Linked DNA regions of Anas platyrhynchos: region 1 is linked to region 2. The links are chromatin contacts, called in public Hi-C maps. All regions are on one chromosome and are shown on one strand. The core of a region is the stretch at or near the end of the contact, and the rest is flanking DNA. Distances in the headings are between cores, read along the strand shown. Region 1 has its middle 68 kb from the start of ZMYND8. Region 2 overlaps NCOA3 (nuclear receptor coactivator 3).

Region 1 (2,887 bases), core at 309-2,808, 160 kb after region 2:
TTGTAAAATCTTACTATGACTATTCTTTTAAAGTTCCTACTCCTGTAGGTATTTTGTTACATGCATTTATAAAATCAAACAATGTTCCCAGTGCTCCTGTTTAAAGAAAAGCACAAATCTTGCAAGCTTGAAATGATGTTTTGGCCTGCCCCATGTAGTTTGAATGTTGGATTAATAATGTTGGGATCTCTGAAGCCTCTATTTCAGTGATCATTGTTGTTATTTATTTTTATTTTAATGGGCATTTCTTTTTTCTTTCCTCATATGGGATAATAGGTGACCAAATCCCAGTGAGGACTTGTTATCAGGCCAGGGTATCAAGGTATCATCTTAGATGTTCTGGTGACTGGTGTCCTCCCCTCATTTTAGCTGGTTATGGTATGAAGTTCATCAGTTTTCTGATGATTTTATCTAACGTGAGGGAAGAACACATCTCTGGCTTGGACATACCAGAGGAGATGACACTGATGTGATACGAGTTTAAAAGATTGGCTGTAACTTTATTTAATACAAATTCAAATGTCATGACTGGGCTTAAGCTGCATTTATCACTTGTGTATGGAGTACCTCCTACCCCTAAGGAGTGTGTCTCTTACGTAGGAGCCAAGCTTGGGAAAGATCGGTGGGCTGGGTCTGCAACTTCAACTTTTCTGACTGTTTATCTGTTGCAGAACCTGATTCAGTCCTGGCTTGAAGACAGCCAGACTCCTTAGTTTGGAATCTGGAGGGGCTGCCCTTGGGTCCTCTGTCTGCAGAGGGCAATGCCAGTGATTAGGTGTTGAGTTGCTGGGGGCAAGGGATAGTATAAATAATGGGAAGCCTTTTTGGCCATATATCATTTTGGGACAACTTGTCTTCACTGTTCAGCTACAGGCAATGGATATGCCTCAGGTTTTCCATCTTGTGTTAATAGCCTACTAGGAGATATGGGCATATTACTACTGATTCCTTAAGTTTTGGGGAGAAAATAAGTTTTGGGGAGAAAATTAACTTTTCTTAGTTTGAACTTAGAAATCTCTATACTCTTCTTGCATTATCTCTTGGGCCTTCAGGAGGAAGAGATGGACACTGGAGTTCCTTAACTGGGCCAGTCATCTCTGAAGCTTTACCAAGAGATGATGATGTGTTCCTAGCTTTACCACACCTTCAGGAGCCCTGCACTGGTCAGAACGTGCTAATACAGCATTCAGGCTGCTCTGAGGTTTTGCTTTAGTCCCCCAGGTGGTATGATGTGGATGGAGTTTACTATAGCAAAGTTTCCTAACAGAAACCTGATGTTAGTATATGGGTGTGACGAGCAGACAGATGAAGTTGAATCAATGCCATGCAGCTGTAACTGCCGTGGTGGCAACAGCCTGGCTCTGGCAGCTCTGGCTGGAGAAGAGGGAGCTTTGTGGGCTGGCTAAGAATGCAGGGTTTAAGAATTTGCCATCAGTTGTGCTGTCACCTTCCTGTGCTGGTGCTTGGTGAATTAGGTTTTCAGTGCTTAAATCATGGAAAAGTGGTTATAGAGCAGAGGAACATGGAGCAAACAACAGCAACACAGCTCTTCTAGAGCCAAAGGCTCCAAGTTTCTCATCCTCTACAGTAGTGATGTGTCAGTTCAGAAGGGGTGCTATAGGCTCCACTAGTCATGCTCAGTCTAAGCTTATCTATAACCAACTGAAATTCTTTACAGAGAGGTGGATCCACGCCACCAAAGTCCCTCTGAATAACCCTTTCTTTGTGTGAATTACAGAGGATAGTTTTTAAAAACAATTGTACAGTTGCAGCTTAATTGAAGGCATTTAAAAACCTCGCTAAGCCAAGATTCTGTTAAGCAGCTTAACATTTTGTCTAGAGGAAGCTTATAGCAGAGCCTAGCTGCCATCATGTGGAAAAACGCGAGAACTGCAAGGAAAAAATACAGGAAATTAGCAAAGTAATGACATGTGCTTCCATCCCCAATAACAAGGTACATTTTTGCAACAACTTCCATTACAGTTTTTTGGTTGTTTGACAAAATGCTATTTTGTTATTGCATCTGAATTATTCAAAGCTTGGCAAGGTCCAAGTGTGATTTTTGGCAGAGCTGTTTTTAGAAATCGTTCAAATCCAAGTTCTGTTTCAACTAAATAACTGAAAGTTTTAAGACAAAGAGACCTAAGAAGATAGCATCCTTTCCTGCCTGCCATCTCAGTGTTATTTTTGGTTGGTAAGAGCTATTTGCTTTGTGTTACACTCCACAAAACGAATGACTTGCTAGAAGTAGCAGTTGAGAGCAGATAGGTGGGAAGACCCTAAGGATAAAGTTGGGGAGGGGGGAAGGGAAGGAAATATTTTGTTTCAGTCCTGCACCTGAAGAGGATGGAGGGGAAAGGTATGTGGTATGGATCATTCCCTACAAAACACATAAAGCTTTTGCAAAAGGAGTACATTAGGTGAGCGCAGTTTGGCAAATCATTCTCTATAGGCTCCAAGAATGAATGAGCACTGCTCATCAGAGAGCTAGGAAATGTACCTGAGCTTCAAGCCAGGCAAAAGCACAGGCAGAACTGAAATTTGACATGATGAGCAAAAGGTGCTCTTAGAAAATGGAGCAAATCTGTTAAATTCCTCTCTGGGGCAGCACTTGCAGGGACTACAGGTGAAGGGAAAAGCAACTATGCCCAGAAAGCCTGTTTCCCTTCACTGTCTGCTGGGAGAATTCCTTGATATTCGATTCCCAATGACAGCATAGGTCATGAATCTGTCTTCATCTGATCTTTGTCGTGATTGCAAGTTTTCCATTGTGTGTGTTGCTTTTTGTGTTACTTCTCATTTTAAGTATTCTGTATATTTGCTGTTTTCAGGACAAAAGGACTTCACAACTCAATTTGCTGTGGCCTTTTGCTCATTTTTCAACAAT
Region 2 (2,826 bases), core at 41-2,540:
TAAATGTAAAAAAAATGCATTTAATTTCACAGTATAAATTAGTATGAGTAATCTGTATTCTATATATGCTGAAATAATTTTTCCCATTTTCAGAGATGTTTAAAGCTTTGCACCATAGAACAGGAATGACTGTATAGCTCCAATTTGTCTGAAAACAGTAAGATTCTCAGTGTTTTAATATACGCTAGAAAACTTGATAAGAAATTGGTTTCTTTACAAATAAAACAATAAAGGAACTAAAATGGAATATAGCCTTGAAAAGACATCTAGTAAACAAAGTGCTTCCAGGACAAGCCATCTAAAGAAAAAAGAGAGGTGTTTGCATTGCTTCTGATGTACTAATTTGGTTTTTGCTTACCAGCTTTTTGTGGCAAAAAATACTACAACTTAAGAGGAGCAAACTGAAAGGGAAAGACCCACAAGACCATACTTTTGTGAAGCAGCAGAGGGGTTGCTTGCAGCAGTTGATACTGTTCCCATTTTATGTCAGCTACAGACAGAGAATTGGGGACATTCTTCCTACAGCAATACTGACCTTTGAAGACTTGAAAGGTTTGCTGACTGCACTGAGGAGGATACACTGAATTGCTCTTGCAGATTTGCACAGTTCAGAAGTAGACTGGCATACATTTAAAGCACTCTTAGCAGCTAAGCAAATGTTTAACATAAAGTCATATTGATAACCAAGTCTCATTCCAAGTGATATGCACTAGGACAGGAAGGGTAACATACTTTGTAAATCACAGGAAAATTAAAAATAACTGTAAAGTATAATCTTGCATTTGAAACAAACTATTACAGAAGATGCCTAACTCCACAACTATAGCAAGGACTGCACAGATATGAAGTTGGTGTAACAGCTAACTCCTTGATACAAAACCAGGATGGATAAGACAGGGTAGATCAAAAGGCAAGCCTGAGGACTGTTATTCAATCAGGTATTTCTCCAGGGTAAAAATTCCTAAACGCAGGGAAAATAGCAGCCCACCTTGCTTAAAGTACACAATTACACCGCTAGATGACAGTATATTGCTAAACAGCAGCATGAATGGTATTTTCTTCAATTAAGCAGCTGAATGAAAAGCTGCTCAGCTGAACAAGTAGTTTCAAAACCAAATTATATAAACAAGCTACGATAACGCAAAAAGCGGCCGATTCTCCAAAGTGGAGGCTCAGGACAGAACAGACTCACAGGGTCTTATGCCCGTGGAGCTCATGCTCAGGCTGTGGGTGACACACGCACCCGAGGATCAGGATTGGTGCTTCTCCCCTCCCGCAGCTGCATTCCCAAGCAAAGTGCGATGCTGCAGCACGAAGAGCTATTGCAGCGAGAGAGAGGATGAGCCAAGCTATAATAAGATTCAAGGATGGCTCAGGAAGGGTGTGGGCACAGCAAGTATGTCTGAAGCTAAGAGCAAATGATTCTATTTAAGAGGAAGAAAGATTGAAACTGTATTAAATAGTGGAAAAACCAAGCTTGGATAGCTTGATTTTTGGCATTTCAATGGAATGTAATTTGGGTTGCATTAAGTGATTTAGAATGGAAATGCCATTTCTGGTTTGGCATCTACCTGTATTGACAGGTATCGAATTCAGCATAGGATTAAATAGAAAACAAAGTTACTATGTTTTGTCTCAGAAATATGATACACATCACAGCACTTGTATTCAAGAAAAACGTTAAGTGCCTACAAATAGAAGCTTGAAGAAGGAAGAAAAAACTTGGTAAGTGGTGTAGCTCGTTTCCCTACTGTTATACCCAAGTAGCTTGCATTACTTCTTCCATCCTGGAGCTGCAGAGTGCCCTGCCCATGCCTTTTCTTTCCCCTAAGAATACCTTTCCAGAGGTATTCCTGAGAAGGTACATAACATCTACAACAACTGCTTAGCTAAGGAAAATCTAGCAGCTGCTTTCCAATATGCGTGGATTTACAGTACAAATGGTTAATAGTCAAACTAATCTTCCTGCTACAGGACATCTTAGCAAAAGAAGCCATTATTGAGTGAGTTAATAATGAAACAAATCACCAGTTAAAAGATATCAGATATTACCTTTATCTATTGAATAAAAACCTGTAATTTCTAATGGGCTAAAGAGATTTTTGAAAAATAAATCTATTTGAGGGACAGAGGGATTCATTATTTTTTTTATGCTACCCATTATGTTTAGAAGACCACTCTGAAACAGTTTTCAAAAGTTAATGCATTTTTACCACTGAAATAAAAGAAGTTTAATATAACCACCTTCGTAAACCTATTTTCTGAGCTAAGTTAAAAGCACAATTTCTGGCTCTTGCATCTGTAATGCTAGCTATAAAAATGGTGCTAGAAAGACTCTACTGCTTATATTGCACAATCTGACTTAAGGAAAGCTTTATTTATTTATTTATTTTTAGAAAAGTATTGCACAATGAAATTCTTATTTGCTTAATGAAAAGATATTTATAAGTTAGCTTAATCTGACACAATAAATAGCTCGGTTACTATGTAAACCAAGGAAAGTGTAAGAAACTTTAGATAAGTATAAGTTACCTAAAGCACAGGAATTATAATCTTTCATTATATATTATTATTCTTACTCAGAACAACTGAAAGATAGGCATGACAATAATGACTTTCATAAAAAATCTGACAACTGGTTTGCTAACTTTTAAGTTTATACTTAAAGCAAATTTGAGAAAAGATGTTATAAGAGATGGTTTAATGTCTTCAAAGAAAAAGACATTAATTCCTTCAGCTGCAGCAGTAATGAACCACTATATACTAATGTTCCTATATCCACCTGTGGATTGGAACCAGAGGCAGCAACATTTGGAGAAAATGTTT

The links. A called contact is a pair of places that touch in the nucleus more often than the background predicts.
Region 1: a contact with region 2 is called in a Hi-C map of liver, with 2.7 times the contacts expected there. The contact joins two enhancer-like sites. A contact is called at or near these places in 2 of 8 Hi-C or Micro-C datasets (liver and subcutaneous adipose tissue).

What each region holds. Positions count from the first base shown.
Region 1 is chr21:4,138,408-4,141,294 of IASCAAS_PekinDuck_T2T, forward strand. No RefSeq gene overlaps it. Among named protein-coding and RNA genes, the nearest start is that of ZMYND8, 68 kb to the left of the region's middle. Within about 2 kb of position 1,559, at least 1 of the 8 cell types and tissues checked has an H3K27ac peak or open chromatin away from gene starts, as enhancers often do.
Region 2 is chr21:3,978,746-3,981,571 of IASCAAS_PekinDuck_T2T, forward strand. All of the region lies in intron 2 of NCOA3 (nuclear receptor coactivator 3), which reads right to left. Among named protein-coding and RNA genes, the nearest start is that of NCOA3, 59 kb to the right of the region's middle. Within about 2 kb of position 1,291, at least 1 of the 8 cell types and tissues checked has an H3K27ac peak or open chromatin away from gene starts, as enhancers often do.